Regions from separate parts of the Mus musculus genome. Here all the other regions are linked to region 3. The links are chromatin contacts, called in public Hi-C and promoter capture Hi-C maps. All regions are on one chromosome and are shown on one strand. The core of a region is the stretch at or near the end of the contact, and the rest is flanking DNA. Distances in the headings are between cores, read along the strand shown.

Region 1 (4,824 bases), core at 123-2,622, 960 kb before region 3:
ACATGAACACAAATGGAATTTGGCAACATTTTGACCAAATAAGGCTTCCTAGAATAGACAACTTTGGAGATGAGTGTTATTCTCAAATAGATCAAATGATTATTATCATTTCAATTACCAGTTGCTTCAGATCTTTTCCGAGAAACGACATGACTAGACCTGGCTGGAGTACAGCAGCCGCCGAACAAATAGTTTATTAACCAAGAGAAAAATACAATCCTTATGATGTCATTAATGAATAAACTTGTCTTTCAAGATTATCTCTCTAGATTCGCCCTGGACTCTCCCTTCACTCACTTAGACACACATACACACACACACACACACACACACACACACACACAGAGGCAGGGGCAGGAATTCACACAGACATATAAATCAAAAACCTGGCTTGGGGTTAATTGTGAACACAGCCTTCCTTGTGTTTTACTGTGGATTTAGAGAGAGGGCATCTCTTCACCATTGTTAAAAGTGAGGAAATCTGATAAGAGCTGGAAACAGCACACAACTCTCTGAAACAAAACGACCCACGTGTATGTGAAAAATGTGTCGGGAAGCCTTCCTCTGAGCACACAATGGCATCTGTCACATGTTCATACTTATTATTCTGAGTCAGGGCTGACTAACTTTCTCATAGTGCCCGTTCTTGGGCAAGTCTCTCTGTGTCTATGAAAAGAATTCCAATAAGCTCATGCCATGATTCCATGAGCTCTCAGCAAACTGAGAATTAGTGCTGAATAAATACTGAATAAATATCCCCGATTCACTCACAGACAACGCAGAAGGATCACAAAGAAATACACGTTGTTATTTTGTTAATGGACCCTGACTTTTCAATTAACCCAGAGTTTAATCAATAGCTATGTAGGACATGTTAAGACGCTCACTAGCTCCTTTTCCTCTTCACCATTGCTTTAAACTGTTTCCGTAATTAGGATTTGATTTCTACCACTGTACAAAAAAAAAAAAAAAAAAAAAACAAAAAAACAAAAAAAACAGTTCACTGGAGCACGAATTCTCTAAGTCAGAAAAGATAATCCAGGCCAGAAGTCACAAAGCAGCCAACCCCCAAGGCCCTTCCGCATGTGATAAAGGTTGGAAAATTTACACACAACACAAAAACCTAGACTTCAATCTTTTCTTATAAAACAAAACAAGGAAGGAGATGAAAAAAAAAAAAAAAAAAAAAGGAACAAGCAAGACCAAAACCAGCAACTGAAACCACCAGAAAGCAAACAGCACATGCTTTCTTTCTTTCTTTCAAGATGTGAAATCCCCTCTAGGCTAAGAGTTTCATCCAGGTCAGGTCCCTAGCCTGCTCGGTTGGGTGCTGACACCAGCTATTTCAGTGGACTCATCTTGATTTGATCCATCTCCTTTTGTGTACCCGACGAGGGCCCCGAAGGACAGTGACACACCCTAGTGCTGAGTCACTACCAGGCTCCGATGGCAATCTAGGATTCCTATGTAGGTGACTTTGCAGCCTGGGTGCCGGGGTTCAAATCCCAGGCCTGGACTTTGTTGCTATGAAACAGGAAGCAACTTCTCTAACCTTCTTGGGCTGCAACTATTTGACAGGTATTTTCTTTAAAAGGATTATGATATCAGCTGCAGGCTACAGTCATGGCTAGGATTCACTGGGTCGGCACAAAAGGTTTATCAGAGTTAGCCATGTGCTGCCTTTATGTTTTCTAGAGTGTGATACGCTGCGATGGATTTAGATGATTCTCAGAAAAACACAGACACACACACACACACACACAATCACACACACACACATCTGCAGGAGTGTATGTACCCACCTACAATGCATGTATCATTGGAAACAAGGGGTAAGGACATAAAGAATGTCAATGAGGCTCACTTATGTATTGATTAATGGCAAAGTCAAGGGATATGTGTGCATGTATATTATGTGTGTAGGCATATTATATATGTGTACACAACAGATACAATTAAGGAAAATGTATTACATATATCACATAATTCCTGGCTTAACTATTTTGTGGTTATTTGAATGACTGGAAACAGAGTTTATTTTTTCTAGTTGTATGAAATATAGAGAGTTGCTTCTTTAAATAAATTTAATTTTTAAAAAGGATCAATTTGAACCAAGTCATGGAGCAAAACCAGAGGACATGTGGACACAGGAAAAAAAAAAAAAAAACCCAAGACAGGAAGACAGGATAGTTAGAAGACGACTAAAATACAGCTCAGTCCATTGTAGCTGAGATTCTCAAAGGACAGTCCAGGAGTCCTTGGGAACGCCTGGATCACTCCAGGGGATACACAAGGCCCAATCAAAAATCAAAATTCATGAAGTTACTATTGGATTTTTTTTCACTCATCCTCCATCAAGAGCACAGAAGGGTTTTCCTGAGCCCTCAGCTCACGGCAGGCACCGCGTTGGAGTGAGGATGGAAGCAGGTACCAGATTTCACACTACGAAGCTAGACAGTAAAGAGATTTACAGAATCTATACGACTGTGTAGCCATTCTCATTAATCTATTAGTACTTGAGAATGTATTTCATCACCTATGACTTCCATGAAAATGTTACATGTTCACAAAGTTCTTCACCAACCCTTATAGCCACCGATACTGTTATTGCCAGACAAGAAATGTTCCTTTTAAAAACACGTCAAAAGGCCCTCATATTTCTTGGTCATGACCCCTCTCCCACCAACTTCCAGCAACCACTGATCTATCATCCTGTCTTAAAGTGTCACACACACATTGAATTCTGCTACAAGACCCCCTCTGGGATGGCTCTTCTCATACAGCACAGTGCCTTGGGAGCCGGCCATGTTGCTGCCTGAAGTCACAGCTTGAATCCCCCTCCAGAGAGCAGGTGCCCACTGGATAGACAGATACAAAGTTATACTCAACCAATCTCAGTCACATGGACTTCTAGGATGTTCCAGTTTGGGTAATTATAAACAGAATGGATACAATGCTGGGGTCTTTCTGCAAACACAGGTTCTCAGGTCTCTAAATACCTGGGTGAAGGATCGCAGCAACCACCCAATTGCTTTCTGGGATAGCTCTACCAATTTGCATCCTGACAGCCTTTCCTCATTCCTGCCATGGCTAGATACTGTCACTGCTAATTAACTGTGTGCATGGTGCTTTCTCGCCTCTCGTCAGTTTCCAGTTCCATTTCACCACATGACTAGCCAATCCAAAATATTAGTTTTCAGGTGTTAGGTTTTTTTAAAATTATTGTTAAATATTTAAATCTTACAGTCTTAAAATTTGGTTGAGCCTTGAACTTTGAGTGGTTTCGCAACTTCCGGACTCAAATCTTTTGTCAGATTTGTTGATTGACAATATACCCTCTCAGGGCGGGAAGACTGCTCAGTAGTTACAAGGAGTGCTTGCTGGTTTTCCATAGTACTGACTTTCGTTTCCAGCACTGACATTAGACACCTCACCAACACCTAGAGGTCTGGCTCTGAGCAACCTCATTGCTCTCCAGGCCTCTGGGGGTACCTGGTCACACATGTGCTAGCATTTGTACACAGGCATTCACATGGGCACACACACAAATATAGAATAAAGCAGATCTTTGGGGAAAAAGAAATAATGTCGTCTCGCTGTAACAGACCAAGAATTTCATTTAAGAATTCGTAGATTCACGTGTTTCTCACTGGCTCACTCGCTTTTCTCTTATGGGTTGTGAGTTGCTTTATTTTATTTTATTTTTGCCTCTGAATGTTTTGCCTAATCTCGGGTCTCAAAAAAAAAAAAAATCAGTGTCCTTGTCCAAACATTTTATCCTTTTTACATTCAGTAAAGAATTAACTTAATTCCGTATTAGGTGATGAGATTCCACACGACAATCACTGTCTTCCCCTGTGGGTACTACACTATTATTTTGTAATGAATGTTATATTTTAATAATTTATGTTTCATTTTGTTTGTTTATTTGTTTCCAGTTTCTCTGCATAGCCTTGGCTGTCTTGGAACTCACTTTGTAGACCAGGCTGGCCTCGAACTCAGAAATCCACCTGCCTCTGCCTCCCAAGTGCTGGGATTAAAGGCGTGCACCACCATCGCCCGGCAGGGCACAGTATTTTCTTATTTTTTTGTTTTCCTTGACTTCCATGCAGCTTTTGACTCAAATTACCCTTGAAGTAAAACCCTCTTTGTGTTAAGAGGAACCCAGTGATGTCTACACCTCTCACGTGGGTCCACTTTTCACGCATCTGTGGCAGTTTCTCTAAGATCCACCTCCTTGAGGGGAACACGATCAGGACACAGCTGCCCACACTTGGGACACCTTGCTGAGAAGAGACAAGCTTAGGGAACTCAGGTGTGTGGTGCGGGACCTGGGTTTTTGTTGTTGTTGTTTTGTTTTGTTTTTTGTTTTTGATTTGATGTCAAACACTGTCTTTGAGTCCCAAGGCTGTTGACTGCATGCACATCTTTGAGAAGAGAGTCTGGTCTTGACCAAAGGTGATTGGCTCAGAGATACGGAGGAGATACCGGAGGACAGCTGCCCCCACAGCTGCCTGCACAGCTGCCTGACACCTTAGGGCTGCACTCCGCTTTGCTGGCTCCTGGTTGTCTACTTCCTCATTCCACACCTCCGGAAAGAGAAGGTGGAGGAGACATATTCTTAGGTACATTCAAGGCCCAGATTTCCCTTTTCTGTGTTTCAATCTTTGAAGAAGTCACTCCTGGTGAGGTTTCACATATTCACCTTGAAAGCCCATGACTACATCCTAAAGTTTGATTCCAAATGGTCAGCTGGGCTCTCCATTTTGGGGTCTGAGCATCAACTCAGTGGACTATGTAGCTGATTTTGCTAACATGATCAAT
Region 2 (4,801 bases), core at 1,379-3,878, 880 kb after region 3:
TTAGGTTTAAAGGGTACCCAGCACATAAAAATACAACATGTTTGTATTTGAGAAACAAAGATTTAGATGTCCCCTCGAGCCTCAACTGCAAGGCACCCTTTCCTTTATCCATAAACCTGGTGACTTAAGCTCAGGGTGATGGTGATTTCATTATTTCTGCAACGGGAGGCGCTCATCTTCCCTTGCCCCTTCTTCCTGCAGGGGACTCAGCCTTCCACCTACCTTCTGATTCATTTCCCCTGGAACGCTGAGGAGTTTTTTACAATGATCCGATCTGTTTTGTATCTGGTGTTTCCATTGTAATGCTATTACAGAACCAGCGTCGTGACAAATCGTCTGTTTATGAGGGGAATCAGTTCTACAAGAAGTAGAAAATTAGGTAAGCTTCTGTTCTGCAGTAACAATAAAAACCAGGATGGGGGAGAAGAATCCTCCAATTTATTCTCATCTGTATCAGCAGGGAAGCTTGAGAAGATGAGAATTTTCTCCTAATATCTTCTCAAGCCGATGATTAACTACAGATACCATGCCAAAACTGTAGTTCCCCTAAGGAAGACCAAGATGTTCTCAAGCTTAGCCTGACACGGGCCCTTTAAGAAAACCAGGCACTTCAAACTCCACCCCTCTGCCGACTGGAAGCCTGCAGGTCGGCTTCCCAAGGCAGTAAGTTTTAGGGATAAACCGGAGAGAGCTAGTCCCCACCCCTCACTCCCGAGAGAATGCTCCAAGGGCTGTAAGCCCTCCAAACCCCGCAATCTGGAGGTGGGGTGAGAAAAGAACAATAGAAACTTGTGAAGTATGGAAGCCACGCCCACCCCAGACTGCCCTGAATAAAGCGGAAAGAATGCAGTTAAACCCCAGTCCCGGGCAGTGCTCCCCTTACCCCATCCATCTCACCCCGCGAGCTGCTTTTCCAGAAGCGTCCTGTAACCGAAGGAGCCGAGTGTCTCCTGTCCCAGACCCAACATGGCAAAAGTCAAGGAGCCAAGTAAACTTCAGTGACAAAGTGGCTCCCTCAGCAGAGGATTATTTACACTGGTGCTCTGCTGCTGGAGAGCAAAGCCAAAGGCTCTCCTGCACTCCCCTGGATTTTTAACTTTTATTGTTACATTTTGCTTCACCGACTGTGTTCCTAGCTCTAAACTCAAGCCTACCTAGGAGACGTCTTGGGGGGTGGGAGGGCTCACCGAAGTTAGCATGTCTGGGTTGTTGACTAGAGGCAGCCATCTTGGTAAACCTGAGGTCAAGGTTTCACCCCTGGCAGGTTAAGAGTTATTCCGAGGTGAGACCAGTTCCTATTTAGCAGTGGGGACGAAACATGTCTAACCACTGGATCCAATTTGGTTTAAAGACAAGGTTATGAGCCAGGAAAGCCATGTAGTCATGGCTAAGCGCTTTATAAAACTATAAAACAGTTGACAGCCAGAAAACACTTTTCATCCCGCACCCCTTTATTTTGCATTTTGTTTCCATGAGTTTGTTCTTCCGTCGACTAAACTTGGATAATAAAGCCCGCCTGGTTAGTTTCACTTTCCATTTTTTCCCCCAGAAACGAAAGCTGTTTTGTATCAGGAGGTGAAGTGTTTAGACCCTTCTCACCTGCTAGGCCTGTTTCCTACAAGCAAGCTCTCCTAAGAGGGAGGGGCCTAACAGTATTTGAATTTCTGATTCTTTGAAGCTGGGCTCTCTACAGTAGTAATTACGGTTTTATTTTTTAGCTCCTGGAGTTTTGTAGGAGTTGGAGAGCAGCGGATAATAATGGTTATACAGTTCCCCTCACTTAATCGTGGTTATTTGTTTAGCATTGTGCCTGCAGTTACTTTGGAAAATTGGTACTTGAAGTTTGTTTCAACCCTTCTGAGATTAAAAAAAAAAAAAAATTAAATAAAGCTCCCGTTTCTTTAACTAGACAAATCTTGGTTTCTTAATCCTATCCCCGTGACCGGTGCAGAGTCTTTGCAGGAGGTAAAGAGAAAAAGGTGGGTGGCGCCTGGTTCAAACAACTGGACGCACCGGGGCCTTGTGGCAAGCTAGGCTAACCTGTGGCTGCCGACATGCCACAACACAGACAGACACACAGAGAGGGAGAGAAATAGATACACAGACACACAGACAGACACACAGATACTCTTCTTTTTCGACCCACTGCAGTGCAACTTTCTGTTCCCAGCCCCAAGCGCGGTCTGCACGGGGCACCCTGGGGGAGATCCACGCGCGCCGGCGCCGATCCAAGGTGCCAGGCTCCAGCTGAGCGGGGGTGGGAGGGTGGGGTGGCCCAAGGAGCCCGGCTGCCCCTCCCACGTGTCCCGGCACCTGCGGGGCTGGCGCTGCGTGGGGTCCGCCTTTCTCCGGAAGAGGCGGCGCGGCGCGGCGGTGTATGTGTGTGTGTTGGGGGGCTGGGGCCCGGGGACGCAGGGGACCCTCCGGGGCGGGAGCACGTGCGCGGGGAGGCGGCGGGGGCTCGAGCGTCTGTGTGCAGCTGCTAGGAGAGCGCTGGGGCTGGGGCTTTGCGGGGACGGCCCCGCGGAGCGCGCCAGAGTCCCGGCGCTGCAGTACTGCCCGAGTCCGGGCGGGGTCTCTGTTCCCTGGCGGAGCAGCTCGCGCGGCCGCGGGAAGCGCCCTCTCTTTCTCCGCCGCCGCCGCCGCGCGTCTGCGCCCTGCCGCCCGCCCGCGCCGCGCTCTGAGCTCCCCCGCTCCCCAGCTCCCCCGCCGCCGCCGCGCGCCCGGCCCCGCGCCCACTCGCCGCGCGCCCACTCGCCGCGCGCCCGGCCCTCGGCGCCCGGCTCCCCGCGCCCACTCGCCCAGCCATGGCGGACAGCGCGAGCGAGAGCGACACGGACGCGGCGGGCGGCGGCCCGGCAGCCATGCAGTCGTCCTGCTCGGCGACCTCGGGCGGCAGCGGCGGGGGCGGCGGCGGGAAGTCGGGGGGCATTGTCATCTCGCCGTTCCGCCTGGAGGAGCTCACCAACCGCCTGGCCTCGCTGCAGCAGGAGAACAAGGTGCTCAAGATAGAGCTGGAGACCTACAAACTCAAGTGCAAGGCGCTGCAGGAGGAGAACCGCGACCTGCGCAAAGCCAGCGTGACCATCGTGAGTGCACCCCGCGGACCAGGGGGGACCCCCGAGTGCGCGCCCCCGTGCGGGGTTGCGGGCCTGCGGGCACAGAGAGCGGGCCTTGGGGCCACGAGCGCCCTCCCTCCCTTGAGGTGTTGGAGGTGCCTAGGGAGACTCCCCAACGTCCCCTCGTCGCCTAGGGTGGAGGTCCCTCCGAGCCAGGGCTAGAGGCTGGCGGCGTGGCTGGGGGGGGGGCGGGGTGGGACTTTCTCAACCCTAGGGTGCCTGAAGGCTCCGAATAGAGGGACACCCTCTCCGGAGCCCCCGTGAGTGGACGAAGCTGGGGTCTGTCCAGGGGTTAGTTGGGGAGACGGGGTGTGCCACTGGGCTGGGTCCCCAGTTGGCAGGAGGACGGCGCTTTGCTGGATCGCCGGCGCTGGGGGAGGGAGAGAGTGGCCCGGAATCCGGGAAGTGGAGTTTTCTGGCCAGGATGGAAAGGGAAGGGCGGGCACTGAGGCTACACCAGCACCCCGTTCGGAATCACTGTCCTTTTGGGCCCGGAGGGTGGGCGGGTACAGAGTAGTGGGGAGTGTAACGTCTGGCGCTGGCTGGGACAGGGTTGGAGCTTGAAACCAGGATGGAGGGTGGCCGCTGGGACTGCCTGGCTGAGCAAGGATGTACGTGCGTCTCCTTCATTGGTTCGAGAGTCTTAGGAGTACTTGCCTGTGAGTCTAGGTACTTGACGGGAACACAGGCCATCTGTTCTGTTTCTACCTGGCCCCTCGAGGCTCCCCTGGAAGAGGGTAAGATTAGTCTGAGATCAGCCTCCTGGTGTAGCCGAGTGGAAAGGCCCCCGTAGCGGTGATGAGGCGAAACGTAACTAGAAAAAGTACGCGTTGTGCTCTCACCTCCCATCCTTGCCAACTCTACATCATTAACATGCAGAATCCCCCACAGACAACCCTATTCAGATCAAAACAGTTTCCCAGCCAGCAGCACGGAAAGAAAATGTCAAGGAATCAAGGAGGATAAATTGCCAGAGCCGCTTGCACACAGCTGATTAGATGAAACCCTTCCAGTGGAGAAAAAGAGATTTGGTGGTGGGTCAGGGATCATATCCTGGAGACGAGAACGGGACAAATTTAAGCTGCCCTTGTGCCAAGAAAAAGTGATATGTGTGTGTGTGTGTGCCCTGTGGCTTCTATATGGCTGCCTTGGTTTGTGTAGCTAGCCGGTCTCAGTCTCCACTAGAGAGGCAGTGTGATTTGCAACCTAAATAGCAGTTGGTCTTGCAGAAAAGCATCTTACTTGCTCTTAACCAGTCCCGTTCTATGCGAGTACATCTCCAGGCAGCAAGTTACTGGATTGGCCTTTTGATAGTAAAGGAAAGCCGTTTGTGGAGGTAACCATGTAAGCCTTTTCTGGGCTAAGAAAGGACTCTGCAGAGTTGCTGTTGAAGAACAGAGGGACAGGACAGTTGGAGGTTGTTGTTTATTTAAAATCTGATGCACAGGAACGCTATTTAAAATGTGCCGTAAAGGACAGCGTTGGTCGCTTGCAGAGCTGGAACCACGGAAGGGAGCAGAACTTACAGGAGGAGGGGGTACCACCTCTCTGGCCTCTTGTTTGCCCGAGCAGCAGGTCAGGCTGCTGTTTGTGTGGAGACAGGAAACACAATGAAAGGTTATCTGTTTGACCTGCTGACCCATAAGCAGGTCTGTTACTTGTACACAGACACACTGGCCTTG
Region 3 (4,627 bases), core at 121-2,620:
TTCCTGAAAAGGAGGGACGGAGGCGTTACTGTGAGAGAGGGTTTTGTTTGCTATTCATTTTTTTAAGGGAAGTTGAAGGATAGCCCTAAGTAACCGTCCTCACAGTAAAATACGGCTATCTATCTTTCCCACCCTTTCGAGATGCTGGCAAGGCCTTAGCTAAGAACTGATGGAGGCCAAGGATGTAGCGTGGCCATTTTTTGTGTGCTCCATGTCAGCCTTTAGAAGGGTTTTATAAACGTAGCACATCCCTAGTTGAAGGCATTCACATCCTAATCCGCCAGCTGTCTCGTCTCGTTGCAGGACTAGAGTGAGCGGATTACACAGCCCAGTCTAACAGGCAGTTGAGAAGGCGGACTGAAAGTTCCCTGCGGACAGGAGCCAAGTTAGTTGCAGTTCCCTGTCACCTCCTTAGAGCATCGCGTGATGCCAGACACCCCTAGGCACCTAGGCAGTTCTTCTGCGGATCCGTGAAAAGTAACCAGAACTCTGCCCCCAGAACTCACAATCGGCTTGAAAGTCCACAGTGTCCCCGAAACTGGTTTTCCCTTCCAAGATTTCCTGCAGACCCAGAAGAGGCCGAAATCAGTTTCAGCTCCCCCCCCCCGCCCCCCAGCCTCTCTAAAACAGCTGATTTCGGGGTGGGAGGTGGGGGTGGGGAGGACCGGGTGGGGGGAAAAGCTGGGCGTCCCCCCCCCCCGCCCCCTGCCGGGACCCCTTGAGCCCGGTGCAGGGGAAGGTGACCAGGAGGGGGAGAGCCAGCCCGCACGTGCAGCGCCCAGGGGAGGAGGCTGGGCCAGCGCAGCGCTTAGTCAGCAGCTGGGCTCGGTTTTGAAACAAAAGCCAATGTCCTCCCTCGGAGTCCGCGGCCGGTCAGTTCCTAGGGGGAAGAAAGCTATGCTGCCCAGCCGGTTAGTGGCCCAACTTACTTTTCCTGAGCCCAGGACTGAGGGCCAGCGGATGTTCGGGAGTGGGTGGGATGCTGCGGGGAGGGGGCGCGGGGACAGCTCGCACACACCCTGCCCTGCTCTGATCTCCGCTTGGCTTAAGGCCGGGTCCCCGGGGTAGCGGGACGCACGCTGATCCCGGCCCTGGAGCCCAGGCCCCTCCGGTGTGCGTGCAGCCGCAGCACCTTCGCCACCTCGCGTCCCACAGCTCAGACACACCAGGCCCTGGTTTCATGAATGAAATCCAATCGTGTGGTTATAAATAGCCGCCAAGGCTGCTCACGTCACGGTGGAGAGAGAGAGAGCGATCGGAGGCCGCCACCGCTTTGCTCGCTCCGTGCCCGGGCGCAGGGTTCCGCCCGGTGCCCCGCCTGGCCAGGAAAGGGGGCGGGAGGAGGGCAGGGCTGGCGGCGACAGCGACCTGGGGACGAGTCCCGTGGCCTGCGCCGGGACGCGGACGCGGCCGGGTGCGGCTGGGCCATGCTGCCTTTGTGCCACGCCGGGCGGGTGGCGCGCGGTGCGCAGGGTCCCGGCGTCCCCGCGAGCGCGCGCGGCGGGGGCCGCTGCTGAGCGGCGGAGGGAGCCAGGTCTCGCTCGGCTGCAGGGTAGGTGGCTGTGTCGTGCTGAGTGTCCCAGTGAGCAGCGGAGCACCCTCACCAGCTCCCGATTGCCTCGCGGGTGGCAGGTGGGGACCCCGGCCCATGTTCCCACCCTCCCCCAGCAACGTTTGCGAGAGTGAGCTGAAGGGATGCGGGGGGACAGTCCCCTCCCAGAGGAGTGAGCTGAAGAGATGTGGAAGAGCACCCGCCCCGGCCGCACCCCTAACTTGTAGCGGCAGACAACACGTACAACAGGCACCTTAGCAGTCCGGTTGCACCAGGGCCGGGTGCTGCCGCGCCCCCGGGGAAAGGCGCCTTTTCCTCGAAGGACTCTGGTGGGGAACTTGGGACGCGAGAAGCAGGGTGCTCTGAGCCCTTGGGTGTTTGCCCTGCCCCAAGCAGTGTCTTTGGATGCACGATGACGCCCCTCTCCCTCCCCTCCCCCCTAGCCCTGTGTCTAGGGAGTCTGTTGTGAGTTGCTGTGCCAACAATACACGCTGCCTTGTGAGGGGCTTGCACACACCTCAACTTAAGTGTTCAGCTAGGTTCACAGCCAGGGGGTAGGGGGAGAGACACAGAAGAGATCCACACTCACACCCACCCCCAAAAAAGTGGAAGGAAGGCAAGACTGTGTAAAAAATGTATATATAACATTTGATTCCACTGTTGGCCGTGGGGTTTCCATCCCATATCAAACTACTCAACGGAGGAGCAAAGTCAATATTTAGACTCAGACAAGCCAGAAAAGTTAGGAGGGAGAGCCAAGCACAGGGTTCTGAGTTGGCTTTGCACGTCAGCACAAGAGCTGCGCCTTTGGGACTGCCTGTACACATATGCTGGGGCATTGGGGGTGGAGGCATGCATTAAGCTTGATAAGTTACAGAAAGCTGGGAAACGCTAGATAGTAGCAAGCAGAGGAGACATCCTGACTGAATCTCCCTGGTCTGTGCTTTTGGGGAAACTACTGAATACTCAGCCTGGGGTTTCAGCATGAGGTTCTCTGTAGGTTGTGCTACCTGCCATAAAAACATACAAGAGACTCCAAACCATGCCATGCTTCCAGAGGCATTCAGCTTGGCCAAGGGCAGATAATAAGCCACCAACAGGCTCATAAGTTCACTTTTAAACACTCTTTTGAGACTCAGTGTATTATTTCATCTTCAGTGATCTTTGGGACGCCTATGAGAACCAGTGGTTCCCATTAGACAAACTCAATCTTTGGACTGTCAGTAACATCTGAGTGTTGTCCCCACAGGGGAAGCAAGCAGTCAATTATCATATTAAACAAGATTCTTGATGAGACTCCTGGATCATATTTGAAAATCAATGGGGGTCTGGGTTTGATCCATTCCTTCCCATGGTGGGAGGCTTTAGCCCATCTCTATCAACAGTCTCTATGTTCCAAAGTTGTGAAGGTCACGGGCATCCCAAGGTACAGGGTTATGTATGCTCACAAGGATGCACACAAGTAGCCTGGTTGATGTTACCGACTTATTACTTCTACAGAAAAAGAAAATAATTAATAATAATAATAATAACAGAAGAAACCAGAATTCATTGTGTTGGGGTTAAGATGGTGTTTTAAAATGACAATTTTTTTTAAGAAAATCTCCCACTCCCTTGTCTATTTGAGAAAACCAGTGAGTTTTCACTGTGCTTACCATCCATTTGTGGCTAAGTGCTTTTTCTGTATCATCCCCAAATGCTCAGAAATATACTTCTTCGAATGCTATAAAATGCTAACATAGCTATTTCAGGAGATACTTGACCCAAAGAAATACCAGTGTACACAGAGCATAAACCAAAGTTAGTCAGACTCTGCCCATCCTCGCCTGTGGAGAAAGATACAAAGTATGTTAGAGAAAAAAAAAGAGTTCCTGTGGGCTGGTGGCAGGCAGAGGGATTTTAACAGTATTTCTCTCTATTCTCTAGGTAAGACCAGCTGTGCGCAGGAACTCCTGTTCTTCACTTCCCGGGAGCGAGGTCAGTAGCTCTGCGCATGCCCACAAGCACAGATGAGTATTGTAGCCTCTGATGCTGAGATATGTTCTAGAGCAGGTTTCTTAGTCGTTTTGTCTCGAAAGAATCGGGTTTTGCTGTTTTATATGGTTTGAATCCATTGTTTGTTGAAATCAGTCTATTTTCTCTTCAAAGAAAAGAACCTTAAAATGAATCTTGTGTGCCCCGTCTCTCCTTCCTGTGGGTCATTCTAAGGAGAAAATCAAAATGGTAGTAGACAGTTGAGGGTCCTGGGCATCTGAGTGTAGTCGGTAATGGAGATTTGACTCATCTTCATCTTAGCCTTCAGGAGATTTCATAGACTAGTAGTGGACATTTGTGAGCATGCGTCAAGATTTGGTTCTGTCCATTTATGGTTTTATTCTACATATATGTGTGTCAAATAAATGGAAAAACACATCATACACACCACACACACATATGCAACAACTGTGGTGTGCAACAGCTTTTGGGTTTTTTGTTTTTTAAAAGATTTGTCTTAATCTAAAAACATAAACTCCTGTTTGAAAACTTCATCTCTGACAGGGAGACAGAGGCCAAGAAAAGTTGAGTGACTTATTTAATCTAGTAACTACAGATATCCCGGGAACACTCGGCACTGCAGCTGTCCCTAGAGAAGAGGGTCCACTCTTCTAAGTAAATAGGTACTTCCTAGCACGGATCAGTCAAAGAATAAATATATATCATGGGGGTGGGGTGGAGTCTCTGACTCTCAAGAAGTTTCCGAGCGAATTTAAAAGGCAAAATGTTAAGCATTGCCAGGTAGTGGTGGTGCGCACCTTTAATCCCAGCACTTAGAAGGCAGAAGCAGGTGGATTTCTGAGTTTGCGGCCAGCCTGGTGTATGGAAGTGAGTTCCAGGACAGCTAGGGCTACACAGAGAAACCCTGTCTTGAAAAGCCAAAAAAAAAAAAAAAAAGATGTTAAGCATTCCAATATGGAAAAGATGAAGAATAAATCATGATCTTTGTGCATGCCCAATGTTTTCTGTTCTGTGAGACTTTTTTGAATCCCATACCAAGCATAAGTTTTCATCTGCATAAATGATAAACAAGTGTTTGGA

What was found. Promoter capture Hi-C pulls out the DNA fragments that hold promoters and counts their contacts. Hi-C and Micro-C count contacts between places; a contact is called where the count stands out from the background.
Region 1: a Hi-C map of B cells shows a contact between it and region 3, with 9 read pairs. The contact joins the enhancer-like site here to the promoter of Rhobtb1 in region 3. A contact is called at or near these places in 1 of 484 Hi-C or Micro-C datasets (B cells), 2 of 115 datasets of contacts at active chromatin or transcription factors (acute myeloid leukemia and embryonic forebrain) and 2 of 9 other capture datasets (adipose tissue and liver).
Region 2: a promoter capture Hi-C map of liver shows a contact between it and region 3, with 2.8 times the contacts expected there. The contact joins the promoter of Ccdc6 here to the promoter of Rhobtb1 in region 3. A contact is called at or near these places in 3 of 39 promoter capture datasets (the C10 cell line and liver) and 1 of 9 other capture datasets (adipose tissue).

Annotation. Positions count from the first base shown.
Region 1 is chr10:68,248,294-68,253,117 of GRCm38.p6, forward strand. All of the region lies in intron 2 of Arid5b (AT rich interactive domain 5B (MRF1-like)), which reads right to left. Among named protein-coding and RNA genes, the nearest start is that of Arid5b, 28 kb to the right of the region's middle. Within about 2 kb of position 1,373, at least 207 of the 459 cell types and tissues checked have an H3K27ac peak or open chromatin away from gene starts, as enhancers often do. A contact at or near this core is called in B cells, acute myeloid leukemia, adipose tissue and 1 more, where this site is marked.
Region 2 is chr10:70,094,493-70,099,293 of GRCm38.p6, forward strand. Ccdc6 (coiled-coil domain containing 6) reads left to right here and starts at 2,629. Exons shown (of 9, transcript NM_001111121.1): 1 at 2,629-3,089. The coding sequence starts at 2,808. It overlaps Gm51771 (a long non-coding RNA gene), which reads right to left. Exons shown (of 3, transcript XR_003948903.1): 3 at 1-358.
Region 3 is chr10:69,211,824-69,216,450 of GRCm38.p6, forward strand. Rhobtb1 (Rho-related BTB domain containing 1) reads left to right here and starts at 1,371. Exons shown (of 11, transcript NM_001252637.1): 1 at 1,371-1,552; 2 at 3,479-3,529. It overlaps A930033H14Rik (RIKEN cDNA A930033H14 gene), which reads right to left and starts at 1,275. Exons shown (of 2, transcript NM_001331193.1): 1 at 930-1,275; 2 at 1-561. The coding sequence starts at 1,182. The coding sequence ends at 503.